7 separate regions of the Mus musculus genome follow, and regions 1, 2, 3, 4, 5 and 6 are each linked to region 7. The links are chromatin contacts, called in public HiChIP or PLAC-seq and promoter capture Hi-C maps. All regions are on one chromosome and are shown on one strand. Each heading gives the region's core, a stretch centred on a gene start, on an enhancer-like site or on the middle of the called end of the contact. The rest is flanking DNA. Distances are from core to core; before and after follow the strand shown. Region 1 holds the start of Ndufa4l2 (Ndufa4, mitochondrial complex associated like 2). Region 2 holds the start of Arhgap9 (Rho GTPase activating protein 9). Region 3 holds the start of Rab5b (RAB5B, member RAS oncogene family). Region 4 holds the start of Nxph4 (neurexophilin 4). Region 5 holds the start of Gli1 (GLI-Kruppel family member GLI1). Region 6 overlaps R3hdm2 (R3H domain containing 2). Region 7 holds the start of Ptges3 (prostaglandin E synthase 3).

What was found. HiChIP or PLAC-seq counts read pairs in DNA pulled down with a chosen protein or histone mark. Capture Hi-C pulls out chosen DNA fragments and counts their contacts.
Region 1: an H3K27ac HiChIP or PLAC-seq map of trophoblast stem cells shows a contact between it and region 7, with 3 times the contacts expected there. The contact joins the promoter of Ndufa4l2 here to the promoter of Ptges3 in region 7. A contact is called at or near these places in 12 of 39 promoter capture datasets (HPC-7-derived erythroid cells, the SN4741 cell line, cranial neural crest and 8 more), 8 of 115 datasets of contacts at active chromatin or transcription factors (cardiomyocytes, embryonic forebrain, embryonic midbrain and 5 more) and 1 of 9 other capture datasets (liver).
Region 2: a contact with region 7 is called in a promoter capture Hi-C map of pancreatic islet, with 4 times the contacts expected there. The contact joins the promoter of Arhgap9 here to the promoter of Ptges3 in region 7. A contact is called at or near these places in 8 of 39 promoter capture datasets (the 3T3-L1 cell line, HPC-7-derived erythroid cells, hematopoietic stem and progenitor cells and 4 more), 1 of 484 Hi-C or Micro-C datasets (B cells), 11 of 115 datasets of contacts at active chromatin or transcription factors (bone marrow-derived macrophages, differentiating embryonic stem cells, effector CD8 T cells and 5 more) and 3 of 9 other capture datasets (adipose tissue, liver and pancreatic islet).
Region 3: an H3K4me3 HiChIP or PLAC-seq map of bone marrow-derived macrophages shows a contact between it and region 7, with 7 times the contacts expected there. The contact joins the promoter of Rab5b here to the promoter of Ptges3 in region 7. A contact is called at or near these places in 5 of 39 promoter capture datasets (erythroid cells, hematopoietic stem and progenitor cells, neural stem cells and 2 more), 2 of 115 datasets of contacts at active chromatin or transcription factors (bone marrow-derived macrophages and memory CD8 T cells) and 1 of 9 other capture datasets (liver).
Region 4: a contact with region 7 is called in an H3K4me3 HiChIP or PLAC-seq map of forebrain, with 2.8 times the contacts expected there. The contact joins the promoter of Nxph4 here to the promoter of Ptges3 in region 7. A contact is called at or near these places in 14 of 39 promoter capture datasets (the 3T3-L1 cell line, 3T3-L1-derived adipocytes, HPC-7-derived erythroid cells and 10 more), 4 of 115 datasets of contacts at active chromatin or transcription factors (cardiomyocytes, fetal liver, forebrain and 1 more) and 1 of 9 other capture datasets (liver).
Region 5: a contact with region 7 is called in an H3K27ac HiChIP or PLAC-seq map of embryonic stem cells, with 6 times the contacts expected there. The contact joins the promoter of Gli1 here to the promoter of Ptges3 in region 7. A contact is called at or near these places in 2 of 39 promoter capture datasets (hippocampal neurons and liver), 2 of 484 Hi-C or Micro-C datasets (B cells and embryonic stem cells), 5 of 115 datasets of contacts at active chromatin or transcription factors (bone marrow-derived macrophages, embryonic stem cells and trophoblast stem cells) and 1 of 9 other capture datasets (liver).
Region 6: a contact with region 7 is called in an H3K4me3 HiChIP or PLAC-seq map of bone marrow-derived macrophages, with 5 times the contacts expected there. The contact joins the enhancer-like site here to the promoter of Ptges3 in region 7. A contact is called at or near these places in 4 of 39 promoter capture datasets (hematopoietic stem and progenitor cells, hippocampal neurons, liver and 1 more), 4 of 115 datasets of contacts at active chromatin or transcription factors (bone marrow-derived macrophages, embryonic limb bud and microglia) and 1 of 9 other capture datasets (liver).

What each region holds. Positions count from the first base shown.
Region 1 is chr10:127,513,302-127,516,605 of GRCm38.p6, forward strand. Ndufa4l2 (Ndufa4, mitochondrial complex associated like 2) reads left to right here and starts at 1,638. Exons shown (of 4, transcript NM_001098789.1): 1 at 1,638-1,737; 2 at 2,098-2,186; 3 at 2,964-3,024; 4 at 3,142-3,304. The coding sequence starts at 1,681. The coding sequence ends at 3,198.
Region 2 is chr10:127,320,419-127,323,412 of GRCm38.p6, forward strand. Arhgap9 (Rho GTPase activating protein 9) reads left to right here and starts at 1,546. Exons shown (of 16, transcript NM_001285785.2): 1 at 1,546-2,013; 2 at 2,276-2,472. The coding sequence starts at 1,698.
Region 3 is chr10:128,694,999-128,698,057 of GRCm38.p6, forward strand. It overlaps Rab5b (RAB5B, member RAS oncogene family), which reads right to left and starts at 1,270. Exons shown (of 6, transcript NM_177411.4): 1 at 1,188-1,270. It overlaps Cdk2 (cyclin-dependent kinase 2), which reads right to left. Exons shown (of 8, transcript NM_183417.3): 8 at 2,941-3,059. It also overlaps a transcript of Pmel not described here.
Region 4 is chr10:127,533,057-127,536,473 of GRCm38.p6, forward strand. Nxph4 (neurexophilin 4) reads right to left here and starts at 1,503. Exons shown (of 2, transcript NM_183297.2): 1 at 1,320-1,503. The coding sequence starts at 1,376.
Region 5 is chr10:127,340,049-127,343,509 of GRCm38.p6, forward strand. It overlaps Gli1 (GLI-Kruppel family member GLI1), which reads right to left and starts at 1,531. Exons shown (of 13, transcript NM_010296.2): 1 at 1,511-1,531; 2 at 1,157-1,270.
Region 6 is chr10:127,470,127-127,473,452 of GRCm38.p6, forward strand. R3hdm2 (R3H domain containing 2) reads left to right here. Exons shown (of 26, transcript NM_001168292.1): 14 at 1,642-1,874. Among named protein-coding and RNA genes, the nearest start is that of Stac3, 30 kb to the right of the region's middle. Within about 2 kb of position 1,330, at least 58 of the 459 cell types and tissues checked have an H3K27ac peak or open chromatin away from gene starts, as enhancers often do. A contact at or near this core is called in bone marrow-derived macrophages, hematopoietic stem and progenitor cells and microglia, where this site is marked.
Region 7 is chr10:128,057,563-128,060,964 of GRCm38.p6, forward strand. Ptges3 (prostaglandin E synthase 3) reads left to right here and starts at 1,420. Exons shown (of 8, transcript NM_019766.4): 1 at 1,420-1,724. The coding sequence starts at 1,723.

The DNA.
Region 1 (3,304 bases), core at 388-2,887, 540 kb before region 7:
TGGGAACACACAGGAGGGGAGGGGGCCTCACAGAGACCCCCAGATCAGGAGCATGCAAAGCGTCGAGAAATCGTGGAAAAGAAAGAACAGAAGCGCCAGTGTAATAGCTGAGTTTAAGAGCGGACTGGAGACCTAAGGGAGGAGAAACAGTGGAGTTTCCAGAACAGAAAGGCTCTGGGTCCAGCTCACCAGAACCAGGCAAGCGAGGGCCAAGAGCAAAGGGGCATAAAGCACGGGCCAGATGTCCCTCCCAGAGTCCTGGCTCCCCAGCTGTGCCACAGACCACCAGATGTGCAGCCCAGCTGGGCAGCTGCTGGAGCTTGAGCTCCAAGATTGGTATTTAGCACCACCACCACCACCACCCCGGTAGCAGTCCAGGCTTAGAGGCGCTGGTGACAGGACACACCCTCCCTGGCCCAGCCCTAGAGGTGGGGACGCTCAGGAAGGGCCCTGTTCTGCTCTAGGCTCTGACATCCCATCAGCCCCCCTCCTCTACACCCACCCCCTCCCCCACACACGTCTCAGTGAGTCTCTGTCTCTTTGTTCTCGCCATGTCTCTGACACTTTATCTCATTATCCGCCGGAGGGAGGCGGAGAGCTCGGACCCCGCAGCCTAATTACAGCAGAGCTTGTCAGCTCAAGGGGCGGGCGAGGTATCGGTGTGTAGGAAAGGGAGGGGCCCCTCAGAAAGGGTTGTCTCTCTCCCTGTACCCCAGGGAGGCAGTGGCGGTACACAGCTCATCCCAGCAGGGGTCCACCATAGTACAAGTTCTTTAGGAGAGAAATGGGGGAGCATAGCAGAATCCAGCGGCAGGGGCTAATCGAGAGGGGTGATAGAAATTAACATGGAAGCGAGGAGAAGAAGAGGCTCACTTCCTGTGTCCCCAAAACCAGTCCTCCAAAGACAGCGGGTGGATGGGGAAAACTTCCTGCCCGGGCAATATAGCATATACCTAATCCCCCACCCCCTTCCCACCGGTTTTCAACATCTCTTCTAGTTTTCTATGGCTGCTTCCTTAATTCGGAGCTCTTCTGCTAGTCCCAAAGCCAGAGATGAGTATGGTGGACTCCTCGGAGGGCTCTTCCTTCCTCATCTCAAGCCCCTAAATTGCTACAACTGTTGCCTTATGCCTTGAGCGGTGCAGATTCATACACCTGCAATCTCCACCTCTTGACTACTCCAGGCCAACCACAACCCAGCAAAACCGCCCAGACCAAGAGGGGCTGGCAGCACTAACTTTGCTCACGTGCCTCTTATACGCGAAAGGCCTGCTAGCTCCAGGAGTGTAGACAACGTACTGTGCATGCCCCCACTGTTCCCTGCTCCCTGCAGTGGACACTCCACATCCCCACTTTGTTAGAAGGCTGTCTGCTTGTCTGTCCCACATCTGGATCCCCTTTCAGTCTCTGGAAGCCAAAGAGGTTCCTCCCTCAGATACCCAAAGACCCAAGTATAATGGTGTCTCCTGGGCCAGGGTTTCCCTTTCAGTAAGAGAGAGTTGGGAAGGAGGAACCTCAAGGCTCCGCAACAACTTCCAGCCTGTTTTGGATCTGGAACTGCAGGGAGAAAGCAAGCTGGGTGGAGCTGGCGGGGCTAGGCTGACCCCTCCCTGATGGGGGGCGGGACCCCAGGGTGAGGAATAGAAGAGATCCACCTAGAAGACCAGACACTGGGACAAGATGGCAGGAACTAGTCTAGGGACCCGCTTCTACCGGCAGATAAAAAGACACCCTGGGGTGAGTTCAGTCCTCAGATCTAATTCCCCTCTTGTCACCCTGCCTCTCAAGCCCTCCCCACCCCCACTCCCCCCATCCTGCTTCCTGTCCGGTTTCCTTAGTGTTCCCAAGTTTTCCCAGGGACATTCTATGTCCTCTCTCTGCAATGTACTCAATGTCCCTGCAACCTGCCTTGGACAGGATCACTGTAAGGGTAAGGGACAGCATGCTGAGGATGTGGCTGTAGGTTTCAGGCCCCACTCCCAAAGGGAAGGTGGCATCAGACCTTGAGTAAAGATAAAGGGACAGGAAGAAAACTAGGACAGAGTGAGTGGGAACTGAGCAGAGTTCGGACCCTGAGAGTGCCTGGTTTTTCTGCAGCTCATCCCAATGATTGGCTTCATCTGCTTGGGCATGGGCAGTGCCGGACTCTACTTGCTGCGACTTGCCCTGCGCAGTCCTGATGTCTGGTAACAACAGGTCTTGGGAGGCAAGAGGGCAGGGGTCCTGGGTGGAATAAAATGGTCTAAGGTGGGACCTTAGACCTAGAAGGACCCTCGGTCTGTGTCCGTCCTCATTTCCACTGCCACCCAGCATTTCCCAGGGTTGGAGTGGCCCCTGACCTGAGAGACCCTCACCTCCCATCTGGACCACCTGGTGGCTCACTGTCAGTGGCTAGCCACGTGGGGCAGCTGGAATCCCAGCAGCTCACCACAGGGTTGCCATGGCGACACATCTCTACTGGCCATGTCTGGTGGCTTTTAGGTACCTCTATGCCTGACCGGAAGTGCTGGATGTCTGGCAGTGTGGGACTCCTGAGGGTCTTTGGTTGTACTGGGACTTTGTGTCCTGCCAGAAGCATCAGGGGGGTCAGTCCTTTGACAAGCAGAAGGCCAAAGCACCACCCACTCTGATCCTGGAGTCTGAGGTGCACCCACTGAAAGTACTGTCCTTCAGGATTTCTGCCTGACTCCCAGGACTCTGCCCTGAGCGGTTGGGTGAGGGAGGCTAACCCTGGGCAGTCTATAGGCTAGGTTGTCATTTGGTCATCAGCTGCCATACTTCTTGCCAGCACCTCCCAGGGATGGCGATGACAACGACACTCACTCCCCCTTCTCTGTCAGTCTCTAGGAAATGTTCTCCCCTCCTCAGGGTAGGGCGCCAGGGGTGGTGATACTGAGGCCATGTTTAATGCCAAAGTCCTGGTTCCCAGAAAAGAAACTTTAACCTTCCTGTCCTGTTCACAGCTGGGACAGAAAGAACAACCCAGAGCCCTGGAACCGCCTGAGTCCCAATGACCAGTACAAGGTAACTGTAGAACCAGTGTTTCCCCTCTCCCCTCCCGTCCTAGTCCCTAAGTCAGTACCACACACAAGACAGAGGAGGTAAGAGCCGCTCTTTCAACTCTCTTTTCCCTCTCCACAGTTCCTTGCCGTTTCAACCGACTACAAGAAGCTGAAGAAGGACCGGCCAGACTTCTAAGTCAGAGATCTCCACGTAAATCACTCTTTCTGCTCCCTGCCCCAGACCCTTGGGCGTCTGTCTAGCAGCATCAGTCCAGCTTCTGCTTAAAGGCCCGATTCCCACG
Region 2 (2,994 bases), core at 296-2,795, 740 kb before region 7:
GCTGTCCTGGAACTAACTAGATGTTGTTTGTTTGTTTGTTTGTTTGTTTGTTTTTAAAAAAGAATTATTTATGGGCTGGCGAGATGGCTCAGCAGATAAGAGCACTGACTGCTCTTCCATAGGTCCTGAGTTCAAATCCCACAACCACATGGTGACCCACCGGTAATGAGATCTAACGCCCTCTTCTGGAGTGTCTGAAGACAGATACAGTGTACTTACATATAATAAATAAATAAATCTTTTTTAAAAAAAAGAATTATTTACTTATTTATTATGAGTACACTGTAGCTGTCTTCAGACACACCAGAAGAGGGTGTCGGATCCCATCACAGATGGTCGTGAGCCTCCATGTGGTTACTGGGGATTGAACTCAGGGTCTTTGGAAGAGCAGTCAGTGCCCTTAACCACCAAGCCATCTCTCCAGCCCTAGAACTCACTATGTAGATAATGCTGGCCTCAAACTCATAGAGATGCACCTGCCCCTGCCTCCTGAGTGCTGGGTTGAAGGCGTGAGCCACTACATCGACTTCTGTACCGTGTGTGCACGGTCTCCAATTCAGCTGCAGTTAGTAAATTTCCTGTGTTAAGGTCAGTTAAGGTCTGGCCCCCTAAGCTGCTAAGGAGCTCATCCCTTTGTCATTTCTAGTTCTTGACGGCTCCTTCCACACAGGAGACAGTCCTCAACCAGTTCTTGTTAAGCATAGAAATAAAAAAGGCTGGAGAGATGGCTTGGCAGTTAAGAGCTCTGGCTGCTCTTCCAGAGAACCCTGGTTCAATTCCCAGTACCCACATGAGGGTTCACAACCGCCTGTAACTGTTGATCCCAGGGATCCAACACCGTCTTCTGGCCTCCTTGGGCAGCAGACATTTGGATGGTGCTGAGACATACACACAGACCAAACACTCACACATACAACAAGAATTGCAAATGGACGGAGCCCCATAATAAACCCGGGGACCCCTCCAGAAGGTTGATGCATAGATCATGCGCCCTAATGTGTCCTAGACGGGGCTGAAGGAGATATGCACTCTTCTTTTTTCCTTTCCTGCTCGCTTGTTTTTTTAGTTTTTCTGGTTGTCTGTCTGCACAGGAAACACAAAGCTTCGAGTCTGAGGCAGTTTGGGTGGTCACAGGAACACTGAGGCCTGTGTGAGCTTAAAAACGGGTCATGGCATAACCTTCCCTTCATCATTGTCACCTGTACTTTTGTCTGTGTTCTGCTCTTAGCCTGGCTCCTCCTCCTCCTCCTCCTCTTCCTCCTTATGTGCAGCTCAGGGCTCCCTTCAACATCCAGGATCAGGTCTTTCTGACCCTGGAACATCAGGTAACCTCGACAAGGTATCTAAAGATCACCAAGCTAGGTTGTCTTCTCAGATTCCCTGCCTTGCTTGCTGGGTAGGCTGCTGACCACATCCTCTCTCACCTTATTTATACACTTCCTCAACAGACACATCACACAGAAGTTGGACCCCCCCCAAACCTGTGCTGATCTCTCTCCCCTCTTCCTCTCGCCCTAAGGGTCCTGCACACACACACACACACACACACACACACACACACACACACACACACACACAAAAACACACACGCTCACACACACTCTTCAAACCATGCCCTTCTGTACGGAGGCACCAGCTCCTATTTCCTTCTGGAACTTCAGCACCCCCTTTTCCTATAGGTGACAGTGCCAGCCACCATGTTCTCAGGCCGGTGGTGGCCAAGTATCTGGGGAAATCTAGGGCTGAGTCTACAAAGCCCTTCTCAGGGACCCCAGCTCTGCGCCCTCTATCCGTTCACTTACACTGGGGCAGATGGCCGGCAGGTGTCTCTGGCTGAAGGTGACAGGTTCCTACTGCTTCGAAAGACCAACTCAGACTGGTGGCTGGCGAGGCGTCTGGGCGCACCCCCCAGCTCTCGGCCCATCTTTGTTCCAGCTGCATACATGACAGAGGAATCAATCTGCTGCCACAACCCAGCAGACACTACCTACAACAGCTCCCTCTGGACTCCTGGTAAGTAAGCTTTGAGCCTCCCCCCTCTTCACCTTTCCGACTCTCTGACTCTTCCCGCTTGAGCGCTGAGAGCACTACTCTGTCTTACCTTCTGCGGACTCCTTTGATAAGCCTAGTTCTCACCCAAGCCACTGTGGCGTCCCCTTTACACTCTTAGCTCTAGGGCCCGTGTCACTTCCCGGCAGCCTTGCCCTGCATTCCTAGACAATTCCCAAGGTCATATCTGTCCTCACCTGCCACTCCTTCACATCTCTCTTTCCAGGGACAAAGCTGTATCATGGCTCCCTGGAGGAGCTCTATCTGCCTCAGGAACCCCAGGTTGCTTCTGGGCAGCCTCTTCACCATCCCCACAAGATGTGCAAAAGTGTCAGCACGGGCAATGTGAAGGCCTGCTCCCTGAAATCCTTCAAGGAAGGGCCAGGAGAAAGGTCTCACTGGTGGATGACAGAAGTTGCTGTGGTGAGTTACAGAGCTTCCTGGAGCATAACTCAGAGCTTGGTCGGCCGCCTGCACTACAGCAGGGTGGGGCGGGATCTATGTGAAGTGGTGAACTGGACACAGCCTCCCTCCCTTAAGTACTGAAGGTAGGAGAGGGGGACACAGACAACACCCCTCCCTTAAAGATCAGAGAGGAGGGGAGAGGGGGACAGATGGACACAATGAGGAGAAGAGGCTGAGGTGCTCTGAGAAGATCTCGCAGGAGCAGGAAGAGTGGCCATAAGCAACGTAGGGGATGAGAAAGGACAGTCGAGTTACAGAGGCCCTGGAGGAACAGGGTATCCAGTACAGCCAAAGGAATGTCAGCAGACTGCTTTTCTCCAGTTCTAACTCCTAGCCCAGGGCAAGGTTTGTCCTAAAGTCCTGTCTTCAAGTCAGGACACTAGCAAGTTCCTTCTAACACTGAGTGCCTTGGTCAGCCCCTCCCCCACTCTGTTGTCAGTTGTATTTTGAGCCAGGGGTCTTAGTCCGCAGTAGGCCCAA
Region 3 (3,059 bases), core at 20-2,519, 640 kb after region 7:
CCTCTCAATTCTTCCCCAAATCCCTTCAGGGATATCACCTCACAGTTCCTGGCGTGAATAGTCTGTCCCATTAACTATCTAGGAAATGCTCAAGTGCAAGTCTCACAGAAGTTTCAATAAACATGGTCCTTTTTTTTTTTTTTTTTTTTTTTTAATGGCTGGGGATTGCTTTGCCCCTTTCCATGCAAATGACAGAGTTCCTCAAATCTAGGTTAAATAAGCGTAGTCACCACAGATCACATTATGAAGTGGGAAAGACTGAGCAAAGCACTCCCAAATTTTCTTAGTTCTCTCACAGTAGATGAAATAGGAAAAACAACGAATACAATAGCAAACCTAAAGGAAACAGGAGTGCAGTCATGACTAGCTATGAGGTCAGGGTAAACTAAAGTGGTGTGTGTGTGTGGGGGGGGGGGGCTGGACGTAGAGCTGCCAGGCGCCATGGAATAATACATAATTTTACCTTTGTCTTCATTCCCTATTCCTGAAGTACCCCAAAACTTCAAATCACCACACCCAAGCACTAAAGGAACAGAAGAGTAAGGAACTTCCAAGATACTGAGCCTCCCCTCACCATCATTCCAGAAGTTCCCATTACTAATAGCAAACCGTTTCTACTTCCTTCCACTTTGGTCTTCTACATTCTTCATTGACTTCAGTGAGACCAAATCCCTCTCGGCAACACCAGTACCCCTAGTTCCCCTTTCAACAGTCACTTTCCCTGAAAAGAATGCCTCTCTCGGCTAAGAGCCCCAACAGTGGATGTCTCGGGAGACCCAGCCTCGGCTACCCTCGGGGCTGGGCGTAGCACTGTCCCCTCCACACCTCCAGCCAAATGGGCTGGCTTCCCCTCCCTCACTGCCTGGTCTCCGACCCCAGCTCCTCCCTCCTCACCGCGGTGCTCAGAGTCCCGAGGCCGGCCCTGGTCCTCACCGGCTCCGGGTCCCCGCGCCCGGCCCCCGAGCGGCCACCACAGCCAGAACCCAGCCGCCTCCCAACTAGAGGCTCGGCTCCCAGCCCTGCCGATCACCTCCTCAGCGCCCACTAGGCCTGTGGGACAGCCCCTTCGGCCCTCTCCAGGAGGTTCTGGAGCCCTGACGTCGGCCCGCCCCGCCTCTGCCACAGGCCAGGCGGCGCTCCTCTCGGGACCTCCGCCTCTGCCCTTGTGGGCTCCATCAGCTCGGTACCTGGGGCTCCGTATCCCCCGTCGGGCCCAAGCCTGTGTGGAACAGACAAACAGCTGCAGCTCAACCAAACTCCTACCCCCTTCGCCTCCTCCTCCTCCTCCTCCTCGCCGGGGCGGCTCCAGCCAATCGCAAGATCACCCGCCTACCGTGGTGGGTGGGCTATGTGAGCGTCCGCCCGCCAATCTTCTGGAGAAAGGCGGGCTCTGAGGGACTATCACCAACTAGCACAAGTGAGAGACTGGATTGGCGAGGCCGCAAGCCAATACCTACACGAGAAGCCTTGAAGATTGACGGGATAAGTAGCCATTAAAGAGAGAGCTCCTGGGAAAGGGGGCAGTGCATCACTGACAGGCATGTGCGTCAGCCAATAGAACCTCAACACCCGTGACACCCCTCCCCCGCCTCTCGACTCGTAAACATCTAATCAGGTGAGTGAAGAAGGCGGGTCAAAAGGAAATTTTAACCAGTATTGGGAAATTTCCGAATTTGACAGGCAGGCAAGGCTAGTGAAGAAGTGAAGAAGGCTTTTGGTCGGGTGTGGTGTGGCACTCCCAATCTCAGCACAGTGGATTGGGGTGGAGGCAGTTCTGAGTTTGAGGCTAACCCGGGATACTCAGTTTAACAAGACCTCAGTATAAGGGGGATGGGGAGGGGAGTAAACTGGGCTTGGTGGCCCACATGTTTAATCCTAGCAATCGGGAGGATCTCCATGAGTTCCAAGCTACACAACGATGTCCCCCCCCCAAAAAAACAAAAACAAAAAACAATGATACCAGCATTAACCTTCTCTTCTCCCCGTGCCCTGCTTTCTGTGTCAAATTAAGAAAGTAAAGACCCTGCTGGGCATGGTGGTGCACGCCTTTAATCCCAGCACTGGGAAGGCAGAGGCAAGGCGGATTTCTGAGTCTGGCCAGTCTGGTCTACAAAGTGAGTTCCAAGACAGCCAGGGCTACACAGAGAAACCCTGTCTCGAAAAACCAAAAAAAAAAAAAAAAAAAAAAAAAAAAAAAAAAAGTAAAGACCCAAAACCAGGAAATTAAACAACTTTTATCTTGTAAATTCTTTTTAGTGGCGCACTAGAGAACAGTAGTTTTGGGGTGAATTGCCATGACAACAGAAAGTGGTAGTCTGAAGACACTTTAGCCTCCTAAATATTTTCACATTGATATTTTCTGAATTGTTTGTAAATGTGAAAAAACATTTAGACAACTTTGCTGAGGATTTTTTTTTTTTTTCGGTACTGAGGATTGAACCTAGGGCCTAGAGGCAAGCTAGAGAAGCATACACTTCCGGTAGAAGACCCAAGGCCTGTTCCCAGTACCACTGCTCACAGCTGCCTGTAACTCTAGGAGAGATGATATGCCCTCTTCTGGCCTCTGCGGGCACTTGTGGCTCACATGCACACACAATTTCAAAACCAGACCAAACAAACAAAACTCTACACAAAATGGTGAACACTTCCTGGGAAATGGAGGGTTGAGACAAAGGCCCCTGAAGCCCACTCAAGTTGCTGCTAAAAGAAGGAATTGAAACAGTGTTCTGTATTGGTGTGCCTGTGTGAGTAGGGGAAAGTTGGAAGGAAGCTCTTCAGTTTCTCCATCCTTACAAACACCCCACTAAAGAGCATGGCAGGAGGGCCTGCATGTACAGAGATTAGGTGGACACATACTGCTTATTCACATTCAGAATATCACCCACACCATTTTTTCAGTAAAAAAATAAATGAAGGATAAATATGAAAGAGATTCACTCTACAGCTGAGAATATTTTCTTTTAATGAATTTACAAACTAAATTACAAATAATATTAACAGAACACTGGAGGACAGGGAGTGGGAGAAGAAAATCATAAAAGAAATATTTTCTTTTAACA
Region 4 (3,417 bases), core at 253-2,752, 520 kb before region 7:
ATTTTTCACACTAGGGGGCTATTTTCTTTTCTTTCTTTTTTTCCATCCATCCATCCATCCATCCATCCATTCGTTCATTCTTTCTTATTTATTTATTTATTTATTTATTGCCCAGTTTCCGTTCTCTCAAGGTCACTAGGCAGATAGGCTTGGGAGAATCCAAGGGCTCTACTAACTGGCTCACTGGGGCAGTGTCTACCCTATTGTAGTTATGAGGACACCACACCAGGCCTGGGGTCCAAGCGTTTTGGAGGAGAATTACTGGTTTCTCTTAAAGACTGGGGATTGAGGTCCAAGAGTGAGGGCTTGTGGAGCCAACTGGTTGCCCTTAAACTGGGTAGGTCATAGTTGAGAAAGGAAGTTGGGGGCAGAGTCTAAACTACCCTTGTGGGTCACACTTCAGGGCACAAATAGATGGCAGTGCTTTGAAGCAGGCACAATCAACCATGCAAAGACAATGTCTCCACCATGGCATGCCAACATAGACATTCACCTTGGGTCCCAGTGCCTGGATTCCCTGGACACATGCATACAAGGGCTGGTTTTAACCCATACACTCCATGTCCGCACTGTGAGCCCATATGGGCTGAAGATCTCAAGGCAAGAGTCGGGCAGGATGAGCTCTGGGCCCTTTTAGCCTTTGGGTCTTCACCCAGAAACCCCAGGAAAAGAGACAGTGAGAAGGGTGGGGGCAGGAAGGAGATGTAAGGAGAGACTCCCCTCCCAGACAACAACCACCAGGCGTGAGAGGGGGGTGTGTCTGTGAGGTTATGCAGGGGAGATGGTGTCTCCGCGGGAAATGGGATGGAAGATTGTAGCCAAGTTCAGCCCTGCTGGTGTGGGTCCGTGTAAGCGCGTGTGCCTGGATAATGTATGCTCGGATCGCAGAGCTTACCTGGCATTGTGACAAGGAGAAGAGGAATGGGAAGGTGGAGGGTGAGAGGTGGAAGGACAGACAGACAGACAGAGGGAGGCAAGCGAGGTAGGTGCGGAAAGAAGGCTAGGCTAACACCCGCTGGCTTGTCTGTCTGTCTCGCACTCCTTCTCTGTCTGGCGCACTCGCGGGTCGCGCTTCGTCCCCTCCCCCCGTCGCGCCTGAATCCGACTGGAGCCGGGCCTCCACCCTGCACCTTCTTCTAACCCTCAGCCAACTTGCTGGGTGCATGCCAGTCCTAAAGCGGGCAGTCTGTCTGTCCACGTCCCCCACGACGCACAAAGTTGGGACGCTTAGTCCTGGGGGCGGGGCGGACGCGCGGAGCCCCCTGGCATGCAGTGTTCTTCGTGTCCCGGACCCCGCACCTTGGCTCTGCCACCCTTACCTTCCTAAGGAGCCAAGGACCAAAGAGCAAGAGGAGCCATTCCGGGAGCAGCCGCATCTTCCCGAGCGGTCGAGCGGGTCGGGCAGGGCGGGTCCCGAGTCCGGCAGGACTGGGCTCAGGGTGAGGGACGCCGGGCAGAGGGCGGCGGCGCGAGCAGCGGGAGCGGGCGGCTCGGCCCGCGGACTGAGCGCGGAGCGGAGCAAGGCGCTGGGGGCGGGGCGCGGGCGGGGGAGAAAGTTGGGTCTGAGTCGGGCGGGCGGGGTGGGGGGGCGGGGCTCCGCGGTGCTCCAATCCCGGCCGCGCCCCGCGCGCCCCCTCCCGCCCAGCTGGGGGCAAGGAAGGTGACTTTCACCGTGACACACCCTGGACACACCCCTGGCTCAGGTGTGAAGCTGGAGAGGGGCAAGGGGTTTGGGGAGCAGCACCCCAAAGACGCCAGGTCTTGGGGCAGATGAGGGCTACAATAGGGCGTGGGACTCTAGGCCCTGAACTGTGAGCGGGAAGGGGTCGTCGCGGAGCATGAGTTCCCATACACAGGCTAGGGAACGCAGCAGGACCCTGTCCTGTGATGCCCGAGGTGGATGGGTGGGGGGTGTTTCTATAATCCTGGCAGAGGTAGGTCTAGGGCAGTGATCCGGACAGGGACCGAGGTGAGGGCGGGCGGGGCCTCGGGCGACTAGCACTGAGCGCGGCGCTGACGGGGATGGATGGGCGCCCCGCGGCTCATTCGGCCTGGAGATGAGAATCATTGATCACGGACGGAAACCCCATCACGTCTGTCAATAGGGCTGACAAACGGCGCCCGCCGCCCTGTCCCCGCCCCGCGGCACCTCTGCGGCCCCCGGACCCCTTGGCTAAACCGGCTCTTTTAAGTTAGCCCCTGATCCGCACTGTTGACCCTGGCCTGATCCAGAGCACCCTTGTTTGGTGCTAGGCAGGAAGTCCTCAGTGCCTTCTGCCCCTCTTGGTACGAGCCCTGTGCTTTCTCTCCCACAATCCCATCTTCCACTCTCAGCTCTTCTCATCCCGTCCCCTTCCCTGTCTATCTCTGTCCTTGTCTCTCTCTGTCCCCAGCTCCAGCACGGTCTCTGTTCTCATCCTCAGGGCTGTTTCTTCGTGTTTCCTCCTCCCACTGGTCTTTCTCTCTCTCCCCTACCCAGGGAGTCTTCAGCTGTCAGCTGTTGCTATGCGCTGTGTCTGAGGCTGAGTAGGTAGTATGACCAACACCTAGACAGCAAGAGATAGGACCATGCAAAGAGATGAAGAGACAGACACACATCCCAAGGTGTGTCTCCAGTCTTACCCCACTGTAATAGTACCCTGCTACACTGTAGCAGTGAGGCCACTTCACATACAGACCAGCATACACAGAGGCACATAAGCACACAGAGACGGACACACATGATTTATACACACAGTAGCATACAGTGATATACAGAAACAGCTAGGTACCCAAAGTACCTCTTGCCTTGACAGAGGCAAATACCCACAGGGACACACACACACACACACACACACACACACACACACACACACAGGCAATCTGAAAGACAAGCCTAGGGATATGAAAATAACAGACACACAGGAAGTGACAGACACTGAAAAGAGGGTCAGGGAAAGGACAGGGGTGTACTTGGTGACACTCAAGGAGACAAAAACCAGGGAGCAGCGATTTGGGGTGCAGTCAGGGCTGAACGAATAAAGGCAGGATGAGACAAAGTGTCAGGGACAAGGCCAAATGGCTGGCCAGGGCTGACCCTAAGCAAAGGAGCTGCTTTAGTTCTGGGTGAAGGCAAAGGGTGGTCACACATCCTGGGTGCCTAGAAGCCCACGGCCAAAGTATCTATCTGTAGGAGACCTGACCCTCCCCATCACCATCGTTTTAGCTAATCTCAGGCCGTCCAATTCTCTCAGAGATTACAAGTGCATGCACACATACACACATGTGCACAGTACTTATCTCTGGGTCTTTGCCTCTGTCCCTGACTCTTTCCATCTAAGAATATCTGCTTTTCAATCTGATCTGAATCAGTCAGTGTCCTTTTTGGTTTTTGAGACTCCCTTGCATTTGGCTTGGTTGAAGATAGTGCACCCTTCT
Region 5 (3,461 bases), core at 281-2,780, 720 kb before region 7:
CCACCCAAGTCGCCGCCGCAGGCTCTGGCTGCAGACGGCTCAGCTTCCCCGCCCGCCTGGGGAGCCCAGAAAAGCGAGGGGGGGGGTGAAGGGTGGAACATTCTTCCCTCTCTCAGCGCATCCTGAAAGCAGGCAGTAGCGCCCGGGGGGGGGGGGGAGGCACTATTGGAAAGTGGGGTCCCTATAGTGGAGTGGGAAAAAAGAAACCAGAAACTAAGAGAAAGAAGTGCCTGTGTAAATAAGGTGTGCGCGGAGAGGACACCTTGGATTCCTGGGTATCTCCGCCGGCTTCCTAAGGGTTAACCCCTATAGACCCCCGGGAACCCCCTAGTGACGTCAAGAGTGAGTCGGAGACGTCTGTCCGGCGGGGATGCCCAGAGAGATAATGGAGGGGGGTCCTTCTGAACCCCGCCCCCCTAGGGTAAATCACCCGCGTTCACGAACTTTCTTCCCAGAAGAAAACTGCCCATCTTTTCTCCCCGTACTGGAAGGAAAGACCTATACCATAAAGTCCCTGGTTCTCCGGATGCCCCAAACCCTCGGCCTCTACGGAGTTTCCTTTCCTTGATGCTGTTCCCAAAGCTAACTGTCCTGGGTTGATTGTTTCAGGGTCATGGGGCCTGAAAGAGGATTCAGAGCGGGGAGCAAGGGCAGGCAGGGTGGTCTGAGCCAGAGGAGGGGCCTCGGTCCCCAGATCCCGCTTGGGCGGGGGGCCAACAGGGATACACAAGCTGGCAGTAGCCAGTGGTCCCGCTCTGCCCCAGTAGGGGTCTCCCGGCGCCTGGCTTCAGCTGCCCCGGTGGTCCTGAGGTCAGAGGGTCAAAACAAGGTCTCCCCAGCTCTTCCTCTTCCTCGGGGGCCCTGCCCACAGTCTTTGGGAACTCAGAAGTCCAGAATTCCTAGGGATTTTCTACGGCCTACACCGCATGTTAGGAAACCCACCCAGCCTCCTCCCGAGTCCAAACCCACTCCTTTGCCCCTAAACCCCATGTGCACATCTGTCACAGCCACAGGTCAGGAGTCCAATCCCAGCCCGGCCCTCAGGGGTTCTGTTGCCTGGCACACCGCTACTCCCACCCCACTGAGCGCTCCCTTCTTTTGCGGTGGGTCCCGTCTTAGAAACACTGACGTCTTCCAACGGCGCTCAGAGACGCACCTGGAGTTCCCTCTACCACGCAGACCTCCAGCTGGCCGTCCCAACTGCTTCTTCATCCCAACCTCAAGAAAGGGAGAGATTTCTAGTATGTGGGAGAGGCGCGGACAAAGAGACCTGGGACAGACACAGATTGTCAGAAAAAAAGAAGGGGATGCAGAGAAAAGAAGGCACAAATTAAAGCAAAACAAGAAAACACCCAAACTTCCTAATTGCTCTCCCCAAACTCTCCCAACCCCATATTGCCTCTGAGCCCCAGGTCTCCTTCTGGGATAGGGTGAGTCCCTAGGCGTCAGAGCATCTCCTCAGCCCCTCCCCCATCGCTCCCAGGTGGTCTCCCGCCTGCCCCCCTCTCACCTCCGTCGGGGCGCGGTGCTCGGGATGCGTGGTCCAGGGCTGGAAACTGGGCTGGGGGGGGGGGGAGGTGTGTGGCGGGGAGGGGGGTCACAGGGCCACTGCAGCGCAGCTTCAGTGCCACCCCACCCTCCCAACCTGGCCCCCAGCCCTCCCGCCGGCCCAGCCCGCCGGGCCTCGAGCCGGGACCACCCGCGAGAAGCGCAAACTTTTTTTTTCCCCTTTGCAAAAACTTTTTCTCGCTGTTGCCACCCGCACGCTACGGCTCTTCCCGCTCACTTCCCTCGTATATCCTTCCTTCGGACCGTTCTAGAAGATGAGCTGGGTGGATAGAAGCTAGAGAGGGGGTGCCGGGCTTATGGCACCCCCAGGACCCCCAGGATCCTCCCCCTCCCTTGAGGGACCCTATACTGCCTACTACCCCCCCCCCCGCCCGAACACGCTGCTCTTGGTGGACAGTAAATCCCGGCGCGGATCCCTGGATCGGCTGTCCACGAAGAGGCTCTGAACCAGAGCCAGGAAAACATTGAGGAAAATATTGCGCGGCGGGAGAGGGAGGGGGGAAAGCTCACCCAGAAAGTTAAACCAGAAGCCTCGGTCTTCGGCTTCATTGGTCGTAACTGAGCTTTCCCCATGTCGTGGTCTGTAGGCCAGCCTCACTCTTTGGATGGAACGTGGAGCATTTGGAGAGTTGGGGTTTGGGAGAAAGAAGTTGGGTTGACTGATGTAGAGGAGGGGAGGGGGTGCGACCTATGGAACATGAAGGAAGAACACGGGCTAGAGTTCTAAGTGCAGAATGTGCATTCACAGATCACTGAGGACAGTGGTGCTCTGTGTAGAGTACCTCTCTGGAGAAACTCCGTTCTCCATCTCCAAATTCTGGACGCAGTTGCCACCTCCACACCTCTCTCTTTAAGGCTTTTCGCGCCCTCTGCTGGTCGTCCTAGCACATGGCACCCCTCGGAGTGGAAATGATTGCACTGGCGAACTTAAGGAAATTTGACAGGTTCCTGTCCCCAAAGCCCAATCGGATGCCCAGGGAGCTGCGTGAGCTCAAAGAAACAGAAGGGCACGCCAGGGAAGATTGCGAGCCCCTTGGGTAGTTCGTGATAGGGGAGTACCCTGTCTCTTTGAATCTGTGTTACCATGGTGACTGGACACAGAGAGAGGGCCTCTATTTCAGTTTCCCACCTGAGAAAGACTCAAAAGCATGGCGGGGTGGGGAGAGAGAGTCTTCCCTTAAACAGATCTCTCAGGCCATAGCGCTGTTTTTAAACCACCTTCTTGGCTCTGCAAAGTAAGTGTTTTTTGTTTGTTTGTTTTTTGTTTTTAAATTAAGATGGGCCAAGCAGTGGTGGCATACACCTTTAATCCCAGCACTCGGGAGGCAGAGGCAGGCGGATTTCTGAGTTCGAGGCCAGCCTGGTCTACAGAGTGAGTTCCAGGACAGCCAGGGCTACACAGAGAAACCCTGTCTCCAAAAAAAAAAAAAAAAAAAATTAAGATGAAGACAGGGACACATATGAGACCTAACAAGTGCAAGGAGTCACAGTAGAAACAGATAAGGGACAACACTCCATATAACTGACAAGTTACATCCATGAAATTTACAAGGTACCCACAGCCAGGCCAGACCAGTAACCACAGAGAAAGAGTTCTACACGTGTCATGTGACTTGTCTTACACAGACTGACAGTTTTGGAGCCTTTTGAGTTCTGCGGAAAGGGAAATGCTTTTGTGTTTTGATGACAGACTGTTACTCAGTAGTCCAGGCTGACCCAGAGTTTACTCAGGAGCCCAGGCTGAGCTCAGGCTCACAGCTGTCCAGGCCTCAGCCTCCCCAGTGCTTCGGTGACAAGCACAAACCACAAGACTGCTTTCTCCTGTATTCACTTAAAATTAACTGTTTTATTTCCAGGCTGTCTGGCGCACGCCTTTAACCCCAGCACTCGGG
Region 6 (3,326 bases), core at 80-2,579, 590 kb before region 7:
TGAGAGCCCGATCCCAGGATTCACATGGTAGGAGAGAGGCACCCACACCTCAAGGTGTCCTCTGACCTACACACACACGGATACATGGACACACGGACACACGGACACAAAATAATTGAGTAAAATGTAATGAAAACATTTCAAAAATACTAGAACCTGATCAAGAAAACTACACATGTACTGCACACATGTTCATACATACCCACATGCATGCACACATACACACACACATGTACACACAAACACAAAACTCTATACAACTCACAAGAACAACAAAGAAAAATCAAAATTTGATTCCCAGCATCCGCACGTGTTGGCTCACAGCTGCCTACTCCAGGAGATCCTCTCTTGTTGGCCTTGGACGTCTGTACACGCACAGACAGGAGCACAGATACACAAAAATGAATCTTTAGGGGCTGGAGAGATGATTCAGCACTTAGGAGCACTGGTTGCTCTAGTAGAGGACCTGAATTCAGTTCCCAGCACCCCGATGGCTGCATATGACCATCCTTAGCTACAGTTCCAGGGGATCTGATGCCCTCTTTGGGCTTTGTGGACACCAGGCTCATATGTTGTATACATACATTTATACAACCAAAACATTTTATACACACTTAAGTACGTATCTTTTTAAAGGCAAGATAAAAGTTTTCAGGTCGACAATGAGGCATACTGCCATTTCTAATCACAGGCAATCTTTTTTTGAGATAGGGTTTCTGTTTATAGCCCTGGCTGTCCTGGAACTTTCTCTATAGACCAAGTTATCCTCAAACTCAGAGAGCCACCTGCCTTGACCTCCTGGGTGCTGGGGTTAAAGGCATACACAACCAATACCCAGTGCAGACAATGCTTTTAATGTTGGGATAAGCCTGCATTCTACAACAAACGAGCAGAAGAACCCCTTTCTCAGTAGCTCTGTGCCTTACTCAAGGCAGTAAGGCCGTAAGTTAAGTGCGGTCAAGCCCCTGTCCCTTTCTACCAAGTCCCAAGCATATTTGATCTTCCTGACATCAGTCCTTAGCAACTGTGGCATCTGTTGTTCTCAGAAACCAAGATAAAATTTCCACAAAACAATTTGGACAGTCAGACTGCTCACTGTAATCTTCCGACCCCTGGAAAGATACCACAAGTAGTTCCTCTGCTGGCTTAGATGCATGCTGTTTGGAAGGTCTGTGGGATTTATCCATGTCACTGGCTACTCCCACTTTCTACCAACAGTTAACTTCTAGGAGTCCTCTCATTTTAAGAAGTCCCAGAAGTTGCTGCCACCCTTCTGTTCCCCCCCACCCCCATTTCCTGCATGTGTGAGGTCCCTGCGGGGTGTGGAAAAGAAACCACAGTCAGTCTTAGTACTGTGTATGTCGCTTCCCATTTGCCTCGGGTCACTGTGTTGAAGTAGCTGCCAGTGCGCTGTCTCTCAGATTTGCCTCTGTGCTCTTTGTTACTGCACTGGACCTTGTTCTGTCGCTCCCATCAGATCTTAGTTGGCCAACCAGCAAACATGAAGTCAGTGTTCACACCCCTTCCCCTCTTCTTTAATAGCAAGAGAATAAAAAAGGAACTCTCTCTCTCTCTCTCTTGGCCCTTCTGCTGAATTGGGGGGCTGGGGGGGAGGTCCTCTGACCACTGTGGTTTCTGCAGGGGAAACCGGGAAGGGCTGAGCCGTACCTCAAGCAGCCGACAGAGCAGCACAGACAGCGAGCTCAAGTCCCTGGAGCCACGGCCTTGGAGCAGCACAGACTCAGATGGCTCTGTCCGCAGCATGCGACCTCCTGTCACCAAAGCCAGCAGCTTCAGTGGAATCTCCATCCTCACCCGAGGCGACAGCATTGGCAGCAGTAAAGGCGGCAGTGCAGGCAGGCTCTCCAGGCCAGGTACCACAGCGGCTCACCTTTCATGTCACACCCTCCCTTCTTGCTTGTCTTTTGCAAAGTATCTAGTAACAACTGTAGGTGAAACATCTGGTGCACTGTAGTCACTTGGAAACTTAGCAGCATTACCAGAAGACAGGAAATCTGACTTCCTGGATCCCATTTTTTTTTAAATCTGTCCATCTGTCTGTCTGTTAGGTTTTTGTGGGTTGGTTGTTTGTTTGAGACAGGGTTTCTCTATGAAGCCCTGCCTATCCTGGAACTCACTCTGTAAACCTGTTGTCCTGAGTGCTGGGGTTAGAGGCATAAGCCACCATGCTTGATGCCATTACTCATTCTTTTTTCTTTTTCTTTCTTCTTTCTTTTTTTTTTTTTTTTTTTTTTTAATGTATATGAGTACACCATTACTCTCTTCAGACACACCAGAAGAGGGCATCAGATCCCATTACAGATGGTTGTGAGCCACCATGTGGTTGCTGGGAATTGAATTCAGGATCTCTAGAAGAGCAGCTGGTGCTCTTAACCACCTAACCATTTCTCCAGCCCGCCATTACTCATTCTTAAATCTAGTTGCTTCTTTGATTTTTTTCTTTCAGACTTTGGAGGTTTTTTGTTTGTTTGTTTGTTTGGTTTGTTTTGTTTTTTGTTTTGGGGGGTTTTTGGAAGGAAAAAAGGAAGGAAGGAAGGTTAGTTGGAGTTTAGTTATTTTGTGTATTTTCTGACATAGATTTTAGCCCAGAGCAAGGTTACATGGTAAGATGTACTTTGATTCTGTGCCCCATGGAAAGAGAAAGTGTAACAGTTTATAACCAATCAGCAGTAGCTAGCATGCCAGAACTTACTGGACACATCCTGCTACCCCTGCTTTTTTGGAATGTAGTCGCTAGGAAGAAGTGGAGCTTCAGGGTGAGAATGACAGCCTGTCGCCACCGCTCAGTGCGCCGGGTTGCCCTCTGTGCCTGCTGTGGTCTTACCATGTGACTTCGGCAACCTCGACATCATTGCCCCTGAAAGAAAGTCATGAGTCCCACACCACAAGAACTATAGGTCTCACCTCCAGCAGGCACCCGTCGTGGTGAAGCCTTTTGCTTCTGTTAGATTTCTCTGCCCATCTCTGTTATCCCCTTTTCTAATACCACTGCCTCTGCTTTAACTAGGCCCTCATTTTATTAAATTATGATATTAGCTCCATGACTATCTCTCCGCTCTGTTCTAAGCCATTTTCAGAGCAAATTTACTAATCTAAAACACAGATGTAATCACTTTCAGTCCCCTCCTAAAACTGTTCATGTTAGAGCCGAGTAGATAACTCAGAAGGTAAAACTCCCACTGTGTAAGCAATGATCACCTGAGTTTCCTCTCCAGCATCTGTAAGAGCATGCTCTTAACTTTTTCTTTTTCTTTTCTTTTTTTCCTCCAATAATTTAATTTTATATTCACTTTATATCCCGATTG
Region 7 (3,402 bases), core at 170-2,669:
TGTTGGGATTTAAGGTGTGCACCACCACCGCCCGGCAAGTCTGATTTTTTGAGGCATGTGTCTTTATATATACAAGGCTGGACAAACTCAGAGATCAACCTGCTTCTACCTGCCAACCCACTGTTGGGATTACAGACATGGGCCATGAACCCTAGCTCTTTTCGAATTTTGAGGGAACTGGAGTTAATGGTTCAGCAGTCAGAACACTGGGTGCTCTTAAAGACATAGGTTCTATTCCCAGAACCTACATGGTTCACATGATCTAGTTTCAAAGGATCTCAGGCCCTATTTTTGACCTCTGTGTGGGAATCAGGCACACACACGGTACACATACATAATTGTTGACAGAATACTTACATCACCTCGGGAAAAAATGGAAATTTGAAACAGGGAAGTTGCCCACACTACCAAGTTGTCCCAGCTCCTTCAGCTGAGATTACAAGCCTGTGACACTACACCAGACTAATTTTCATTTCCCTGACAGGTGGTAAAGTTCTTAACATCAGGCAATTGGATCTGGACTATACAGCCAACATCACCAATTAGTCTGCACTGACATCAATATCAAAAGAAAAAAGCCTGTAATACCAGCACATAAGAGACTGAAGCAGGATTACTCTAAAAACCTGATGTCCTAATAGTGGCTCATTGGTCTACCTCTGCCCTAATCCGTCAGTTTTTGATAAGCAGAGATTGTTCTTGGCTACTAACCCCATTTAACCCAGGGCATTGTATACAAAACCAGTCAAAGGATTTTCAAATAGATCCTTAACCACCTCATCTGAACTCACGCAAGGAGACAGCGAATTAATCTAGAAACTTCCCTCCTCGCCTCCCCCAGGGCGCCAATGTCTCCAAGCAGGGGGGAGAGGCGCGCCCCTAAAGGCAAAGAGGCAAAAGCAGCTCCTCCGCTAAAGGAGCCCAGGCGGGATCCGGACAATCAGAAAAACAGCGAGTGGTCCAGGCTTTAAGGACGAAGCCGTTTTTCCACGGATGCAACCGGCGTTGCCGGGCGTGGTGGCTTTGGCACAGGACTGCAATCCCGGACTCGGGCGACTGAACTCGAGGCCAACCTGGGTTTGCGGCAGGCACCCCTGTCTAAGACAAAACAATCCCCACACATCGCCTTGGGGTCTGCTGTATACGCCGCAGCGTCCCACCGCCTTCCAGGGCGGCCCCTACGTCTCTCGGGGAGATCGCCCGCGAGCGTGCTCAGGCGGTTGGCGGCCAACGGCTTGCTAACGCGAGACCGGAGCCCGGGAAGACAGGCGCGAACGGGGCAGCCGGAGGGTCGAGGGGAGGGGCGGGCGCGGGAAGGATCGCGAAGGAGCCGGGAGGCCCCGCCCCTTCCGTAGAGATCTCTAGAAAACCGCGCAGAGCCTGGAAACGGCGATTGCGCACGCGCGGCGGCCGGCCCGGGCATTTTGCTGCGTCACCAGCCGCCGCCCGGCCTCGCCACCCCTCGCGCGCACGCACGCTCCTTCTCCGTCCTCGCGCCCCTTTTCCTACACTTTCCTTCTCTCCCGGGTTGAGGGAGCCGCTCTCCGCGCGGTGCATTCTGGGCATCGAGGCCGAGCCCGCCGCCGCCGTCGCCTAAGAGGAGCGAGGAGAGGCCGCGACCGGGCAGAGACCGCCGGAGTCGCCGCCGGAGAGGAGTCGACTCGCCAGCCGCCGCCAGCGAGGCCCGCCCACCCGTTTGTCTGGCCCTCTGCCCCGTTCACCATGTGAGTGCGACATCCCGCCGACGGAAGGTCGTCCCGGAGCGGAGCGAGGCCGCGCCGGGAGCCCCGGCTGCCGGGAAACGGCCCCTCGCCCTCCCCCCACCCTCGGCCCTTCGCCTTTCTCCCCGCCCGCGCTGGTGGCAGCCCTGCCGTGGGGTGGGAGGGCCTGCATCCTTGTTCCTGTTACCGTTGGAGGACATTTTTCCTCCAGATGTCCGTTTCCCCACCTCCAGATCGACCCCCGGATTCCTCGTGCCAGAAATCCCACTTTTCTTCCCTAGACAGCCTGGCTCTCTCGGAACTCTGGGAACTTAGCCTTAGGCCCTAAACTCGTGTGTGAGCTTTCCGCCATGAGGGCGCCGGGAGCCGTGGAGTCCTGCCGCTCGGTGCTGATGCCCGGACCCGGCAGGACCGGGCTGAGAGCATTTGTGGGTGCCGCCGTAAGCCGGTGCTACCGGTAGGGCACCACGCGGCCCTCGGCGGCAGGCACTGCTAGGCAACTAGAGGGGGCCATGCCGTCACCACAACGAAACTTCCCGTTCCCACATCTCGGGTCTCTTGAAAATGGTGAACGCTAGCAAATGCGGTCACCTCCTTGGCAGCGAGTAATAGTTACTATGGAGCAGGTAGTTCTGCACGTGTCTAGTCACAAGATACTTGTGGACTCTTTTCTTCTCTGTACCTCAATAAACTTTGGGTGGCATTTCGTCATGCTCTTTGTATGCGGAGGTGAAACAGGTATAAAATGACCATCTCACTTGCCTGAAGGTCTTAATTTGTTTATATGGAGGTTACAGATTCTTTTAATCTAAGAATTTTTGCCCTTATTTTTCTAGCCTGGACAACTTTCAAATATGAGAGAATTGAATTACAGTACTTGAGGGTGGTGTGGGTGGCTGCTATGCACAGCACTAAAAGTTACGGATTGTAGTTGAAAAAAAAAGTTTAACGATTGTACAAGTTTAAGTTTTAACTGCTTGCTTGAATGGCTAAAAATCTAAATTGATAGACGATGTCCTAGAGCCAATTAGTGGCTGAGAAACAGGTCCTAGAAGAAGACCATGTAGTACTAGAAAATGTGTAAAGAAATTTGGAGGAGTCCCCCATAAAAACAAAGATATGTAGCAGGTTTTACATTTTAGTGTTTCATTATAGTAATTTTATTCATGTGTGTGCCCTCCCCCCACCCCCTCGTGTTCCTGGAGGTAAGAGGACAGTCTGTGGGGAAACAATTTAAGTTGTCAGGTAGAGAAACGGAGAGCCTTCACTTGCTTAGCCATCTCACCAGCATGGATTTAAATTTTACCTTTGAGATGTTAAGAAAAAGCTCTTGTGTGTGACTGACCTGTATTCTGATGTCATGTTGGCTTCTTAGGACAAGTTTATGTAAAAACTTTTTGATATTTTCCAAACTGTACGGGGAAAATGAATTGCTAGGTAAAACATAATCAATTTAGTAGATAAACATAGCCAAACGAAACATCTTTTCATCCAGAAGTAGCAATTTAGGAGGTAGAGAGACTGCGCAGTGATTAACAGCACTGGCTACCCTTGCTGAGAACCCAAGTTCTATTACCAGAACCAACTGCCTGCTGAGAGCAGAGGTGTTAGTTCTGAATCTGGAGTTAGAGGCAGTTGTGAGCCACCCTGCTTGGGTGCTCTTGTAGAAGCAAGAGCAGTG